Linked DNA regions of Gasterosteus aculeatus: region 1 is linked to region 2. A link is a contact called in public Hi-C data. All regions are on one chromosome and are shown on one strand. The core of a region is the stretch at or near the end of the contact, and the rest is flanking DNA. Distances in the headings are between cores, read along the strand shown.

Region 1 (2,847 bases), core at 282-2,781, 140 kb after region 2:
ATTGCATTTCAAACTTTGAGAAATTGTGATTTTGAACTTGCAAAAATATGACATATATATTTATGATTTATATATAATATATATATATATATAAATATATATATATATATTATGTCTGCTAAACTGTTCTGAACCAAGAACATGCATTATTTGGGGTTTTCAGAATACTGTCCTGTAGATTTTATTTTGGAATTGTTAACACATCCAGACAGCCTGAGTAAAGGATAGTACTGATACATACAGATAAATTTGTCTCTGATGGATCTTTGGCACCATCTAGTGTTCTCCCATTTGCTCTCCATCTCCACTCACTACATTTGCGCAAACACACACCTTCTTCCAGTTGCATGCAGGCAGATTCTCTCTTCCGTCATTATTCACACTAAATCCAATTACCATAGAGGAAAGTAGGTTAGAACTTTTGCCCTTCAGGCTCAGATGTAGAGGGGCTCTACATGCAGGCTTCTCTACCACAATCACAATGTACGGTGTTGTCCATAGAACTTAAAAAGAGCAGAGACCCCTCTTCTCTTGTCAATGGCCGAGATGTTCGCCCAAAACCTTTTTACTGTATATCGCAAAGTTTCATTGGTACGGTTGACAATAAACGGTTCAAATAAAAAAATTCCACATTTGAATGATATACAGTTCTGTTATTTTTAAGAATATACATTTGAATTAAATCCGCTATTTATGTACTGTCAAGATAAAGATGAGGCTATATTATTACATTATTTTTTGTAGAAATCCAGTGTAGCGCCGTAAGATTTCTTGCCACATCTCCAAAACATCCAAACATCTCTGAAAACTCCAAAGCACTGTCAAATCCAAAAGTCAACATTTATTTATGAAAAGTAGATGAAATAATTTATTAAATCAGGTATGTTTGTGCAACAAAGCTTTCTGCTTCAATCCACATGTTGGCCAAGAGCAACATTTTCCCCACTCAGAAGGACATTCAGACCTTCCCTTCCTATTTTTCTTGTCATTGCTTATGTTTAGATTTGCAATCTTTATATTGTTTCCCTCATTGTGTATTTAAATGCAGATATTCCCTTTGTTTATCCTATCCGTACTTAAATATAAACACATTAAACCCATTATCTGGAAAATAGCTATCATGCAAAAAACAGTAACATTAACGGTTATCGTAATCAAAGGATAACTCAACTATGTGATCCTGAAATCCAGTTGTAAACCATGTGTAAAGCATTTAAACCTGCAATGGCATCACCTTTAAAGCGGATATGATAAACTTGTCAATAACCCAATCCTTATTTCCACATCCAACATGATCGTTCGGTTGAAGATCTGTCTGTCTTTCAGATTCATTGATGTGAACAATGTCTACATTCTGTTTGTCACTTCTGAGATCTCAGTGTTTGTGTCTGACTTCTTTAAATAAAGAACTGAGCCAGCAGGTTAGCGATGCCCAGAACAATCAGGAAACTGTGGAAGAGGACTGAGGGCCAGCGGAGAAGCCCCTGCCTGCTCCGCGAGATCATGTGGACTAAGGCAGGGAAGATAAACACCAAAGCCAAGCCACATGTAGCTCCAGAGAACCTGCACAGGGAGACAGAGTTGACATCAGTACAGAGCTTTTAGTAGTGTCACAACAAGTTAACTTTCTCGTTTGTTTGTTTAACTCCTTCTGTCAGGGCCCCATTTGAGGATATAGGGACAATCTCCACTAAACTAATTAGTAGAGTCTACCTGTAGAGCCACAGCCCCCCGATGAACAACATTGAATTTCTTTGCCATCATTAGTTGCCTTGAATGGTTGTACATGACTAATCAAACGCATTGCATAATGTTTGCATACTGTGTTAGATCTGAGAAAAAAAAAGTTATTATTATTATTATTATTATTATTAACTGTAGTTAAGTTAATTCATACTTTTAATGGTCAACACTCTTTTAATTATTGTTTTGATTAATTATTAGCCATCACACAGTGTACGTGAATAGGGAAACAAGGTCAAACATACCGTATGATGGATCCAATATTGGGATAAAACCTGGCCATCAGGACACCAGCACCAACAATTATTATGTTCAGTGCCAGAATGTGGAAGAAACTAGGAGAAAAAATGAAAATCTGATATGCTGAAAGATTGAATCCACACAAAAGAACGGTGCGCAAGTTCCCCTCATTTAAGATAAAGACGTTCCCCTTTGATAACACTTATATAGTTTTTCAAGTTAGCACGTCTTTACTCGATATTATGAATCTCCTCTTTAATGGAACCAGCTTTCACTTTCAGTACGGGAGGGGGGGGGGGGGGAGATTTGGTAATCTCATTTAAGATAAAGCTTAAAACCTTCCTCTTTGATATCGCTTATAGTTAGGGCTGGCTCAGGTTCGCCTGGACCAGCCCTCAGATAAGCTGCTTGAGGCCCAAGACTGCTGGGGGATTTCTTAGTGATGTGCTTCAATGAGAGTTGGTGTATCCTAAGTCAGCTTCTTCCCTGTGCTTTATCTTCTCACAGATTTCCATGGGTGTATCTAGACCCTGGTCTTCCCTCCTGCTACCATCATTAGCCACATTAGTTTGTGCCTTTTCTCCTTACAGGTTTCAGTTATTGGAAAAAAAAAAAAATCTATAATCCGCATAATGCCGACAAACTACAGGTTTATGGAAACCACTTTTATAGGATTTTGTTATTTCCGTCTAGCAAGTTTGATATAAATCTTTAATGATAATATCCTTCAATGCTACCTTGGGTAATGGTTGCCAAAGATCTGGCCCATCACCTGGACCCGCACCAAGTATCCCAGCAGGGGGTAGACTGTGACCATCTGGAACAACAGGAAAGTCCGAGCCACAAACACAGTCACATCACTGC
Region 2 (2,861 bases), core at 236-2,735:
AGCAAAATATGAAACAAGAACTAAACAACACATTTTGTAATTACATTTATTTGAGCTGTAGTGTTTCCTGTAACTGTAATATTACCAAATGTAAAATAAAAATGGGGAAATAACTTCATACTAAAGATCAAGCTTCATTAACATCAAAAGTGTGAGTAAATCAAAGAGGATTTCCACAAGACAGTCCACATATTCCGTATACATGGGTGATTGTGTTTGCAGTACTGGAGAATGTACCATACCAGGGCAGTTTCTGCAGGTGGAAAGTCAGTAGCCAGCAGCTGTCCCACCATGAATCCCTTCCATCACAGGCCTTCTTTGGTTTTAAACAAGGGCCAATTTCTCAGCTGGGGTGAAGCTGAGGAATTGCCATTTTCTAAAGGCTAGAAGCATGCGCCAGCCTTAAGTCAAACTGCGCCTTTTCAGTTATCCTGGATTTCTTCTTCTTTCTTGTACTTTCGTGCCATATCCCTCTGCTCTCTCTGTTTGTTAGAATCAACTGCTTGTTTTGCAGCAGCAGCACCTGCTGGTGATATGTATGTGAAGCAGATTCCAAGTCTTTGAAGGGGTTAGTCCAAGTTGTAATGAATGTTATTAGCTACTGCATGCCATGTTATCTGCTTAGAGCAGAGCACTGCTAGGCTATATGTAAGGAATTCAAAACACGAAGGCTACCATATCTTCATCAAATCCCTAATCTATTAGCAGAATCGGAATCGATCAGTTATTTGCTATATGATTACTTTAAACAGGCTATTGTAACTGTAAAACTGCATTTTGGCCTACAAAATAGATACGGACCTTATATGACGGAAGAATATGTCTTATATTATTATGCATGCATTAATAACCGTAACCTATTATTTGATAGAGGACAACAGAAACCCAACTGTATAATTACATCGGGTCTCCAACTAGTGACATTTTATAATCTATTCTAATCCAACACTTCCCTCTGGCTTCTGAAACCAAGAGATTAAGTAATTTCTTTTAAATCCAAGTTAACCTACACATTATGTTTAAACGAACAACTCCATAGTTTCTCTACAGTTTGCATGTCGGAGCCTTCCTTCCCATAACAACAACAGACAACAGCCTTTCTTTCATTCATCCAAATCTCACCAGCTACTGAGAATAAATCATATTGTGAATTATATATACACCTCCAGTCTCTAATTAGCACCTATGCTCAGACCTAATGTAGGGAGATCCTCTCTAGAATCAATGTTTGAGGTAGATAAATGCAGATCATCTTTAACATATGACTTTTGTTGCACTTCTGTGTCCTTTAAATGTCCTTTGTTTTTGTTTGTGCTTCACAACCCTGACAATTGGCAAGATTCTTCCCCAAAACTATTACAACATTTTATAGCCAATTATTCTTTCTCCATCAATCATGTTTGTTCTTCTTCTAATCCACTTGCCCCATGTTAAACATGTTTAAAATGCACCGCCATTAAGTAGCAATTTTCGTTTTTAGACACACATTAATGAGTTTTTTTGTCCATTTATCCTGTAGAGGTATTTCTTGTCCAGATGTTCGCTGCTGATGAATCGCAATGAGGCGCACAATCGTGACGTCACTGTCCGGGGTTTCCTAGTGAAGTGAACCCTACGGCGTCATGGCGGAGGCCGGATCTAGGAAGACCCTGGATTGAAATGCAAGTTTTCTACAATCGCAGTTGATCAGTGGGCAGGAGAGTTTGCTTACCTATACATCGGAAAGGGGAAATTATTCGGTTTTTGGAAGGAGAGAAAAACAACAACACTGCACCAGTTCTTTCGAACTGAATCGTTCGGGGCTGAGTTCCCTGACTGGGGGATAGCTAGCTAGCGTAAGGTAGCGTTAGCTACCGCCGCTGCTAGCTTGTCTATTAAATAAGAGAAGAAAGAACCTCTGAAGCGCAAAGGAGGATTTCAACAACAATCCATTGGAGTCTGTCAGGTAACCGTAAATAACATCCGGTAATATACAGCGATGAGTTACTTATATCCTAGTTCAATGAGTGAGTAGGCTAACGTTGCATGTTGATGTGGTAAAAGCCGCGAGAAGTGAGCGGCGAATGAAAACAAGATGGAAGAGGGTGAAGTTAGGTTAGCTAATTTGGGTTTACTAATGAATACTAAATAAGTTGAGTTATCTACCGTGGCCCACTACTTGCAAAGACATTTGCACAGTTATATATCGTTTGCTGCTAAACTAGAACCGGAAAGGGAACATTTCAGCGGCGTGCTGCTAAAATGAACTAGCGCAAAGTTTTGTCATTTTGTTAGCTTCCGTGCTAGCCTCGTGCTTCATAACGTTAGCTAACGCTACTTTCCCTGGCAACCTAAGTAAACGCTTGACTATCATCCCTCTAACTTTATGTATAATGAGCCCACGTTAGCGTTAAATAAAATGTACAAAACTGCATTTCAAGGCTGACTTCCATGTTTGCGGTGCATATTATGGAATTATAACGCGTACTGTTGCTTTTCGTGTTTTACAAGTGTTATGATTGTGAAACGCTAAAACATACTAAACATAATCGAGCTAATGTTAGCAAACAGTAATTACTGGACAGTTTTATATAACGTTAAACATGTAGCAATGAAGTGTCCGAAATGAATCAAACTGCTGGTAGTAATACAATAATGTCGACATGTTTGCTGTTAGTTGCGTTCCTTCTGGAGTTTGGAGATAAAACTGGCGCGTTGGTGGCTGAATACATTTCTGCCAACGTACCCCGCCAATAGCTAATATTTGCGTCATTAGCCGGTAGTAGCTAATTAGCTACATGCTAAACTATAGCCATTGGTGACAGAACGGTTGGCTTAATTAGATATATCTGGCCTCGGCTAAGGTTAGTGTTTAAATTGAG

The links. Hi-C and Micro-C count contacts between places; a contact is called where the count stands out from the background.
Region 1: a Hi-C map of whole body shows a contact between it and region 2, with 2.8 times the contacts expected there. The contact joins the enhancer-like site here to the promoter of chd1 in region 2. A contact is called at or near these places in 3 of 6 Hi-C or Micro-C datasets (skeletal muscle and whole body).

What each region holds. Positions count from the first base shown.
Region 1 is chr14:15,448,825-15,451,671 of fGasAcu3.hap1.1, forward strand. It overlaps slc38a9 (solute carrier family 38 member 9), which reads right to left. Exons shown (of 16, transcript XM_040198051.2): 14 at 2,721-2,847; 15 at 1,989-2,078; 16 at 822-1,563. The coding sequence ends at 1,398. Among protein-coding and RNA genes, the nearest start is that of nrg1, 13 kb to the left of the region's middle. Within about 2 kb of position 1,532, at least 1 of the 9 cell types and tissues checked has open chromatin away from gene starts, as enhancers often do.
Region 2 is chr14:15,312,300-15,315,160 of fGasAcu3.hap1.1, forward strand. It overlaps chd1 (chromodomain helicase DNA binding protein 1), which reads left to right and starts at 1,486. Exons shown (of 36, transcript XM_040197735.2): 1 at 1,486-1,661.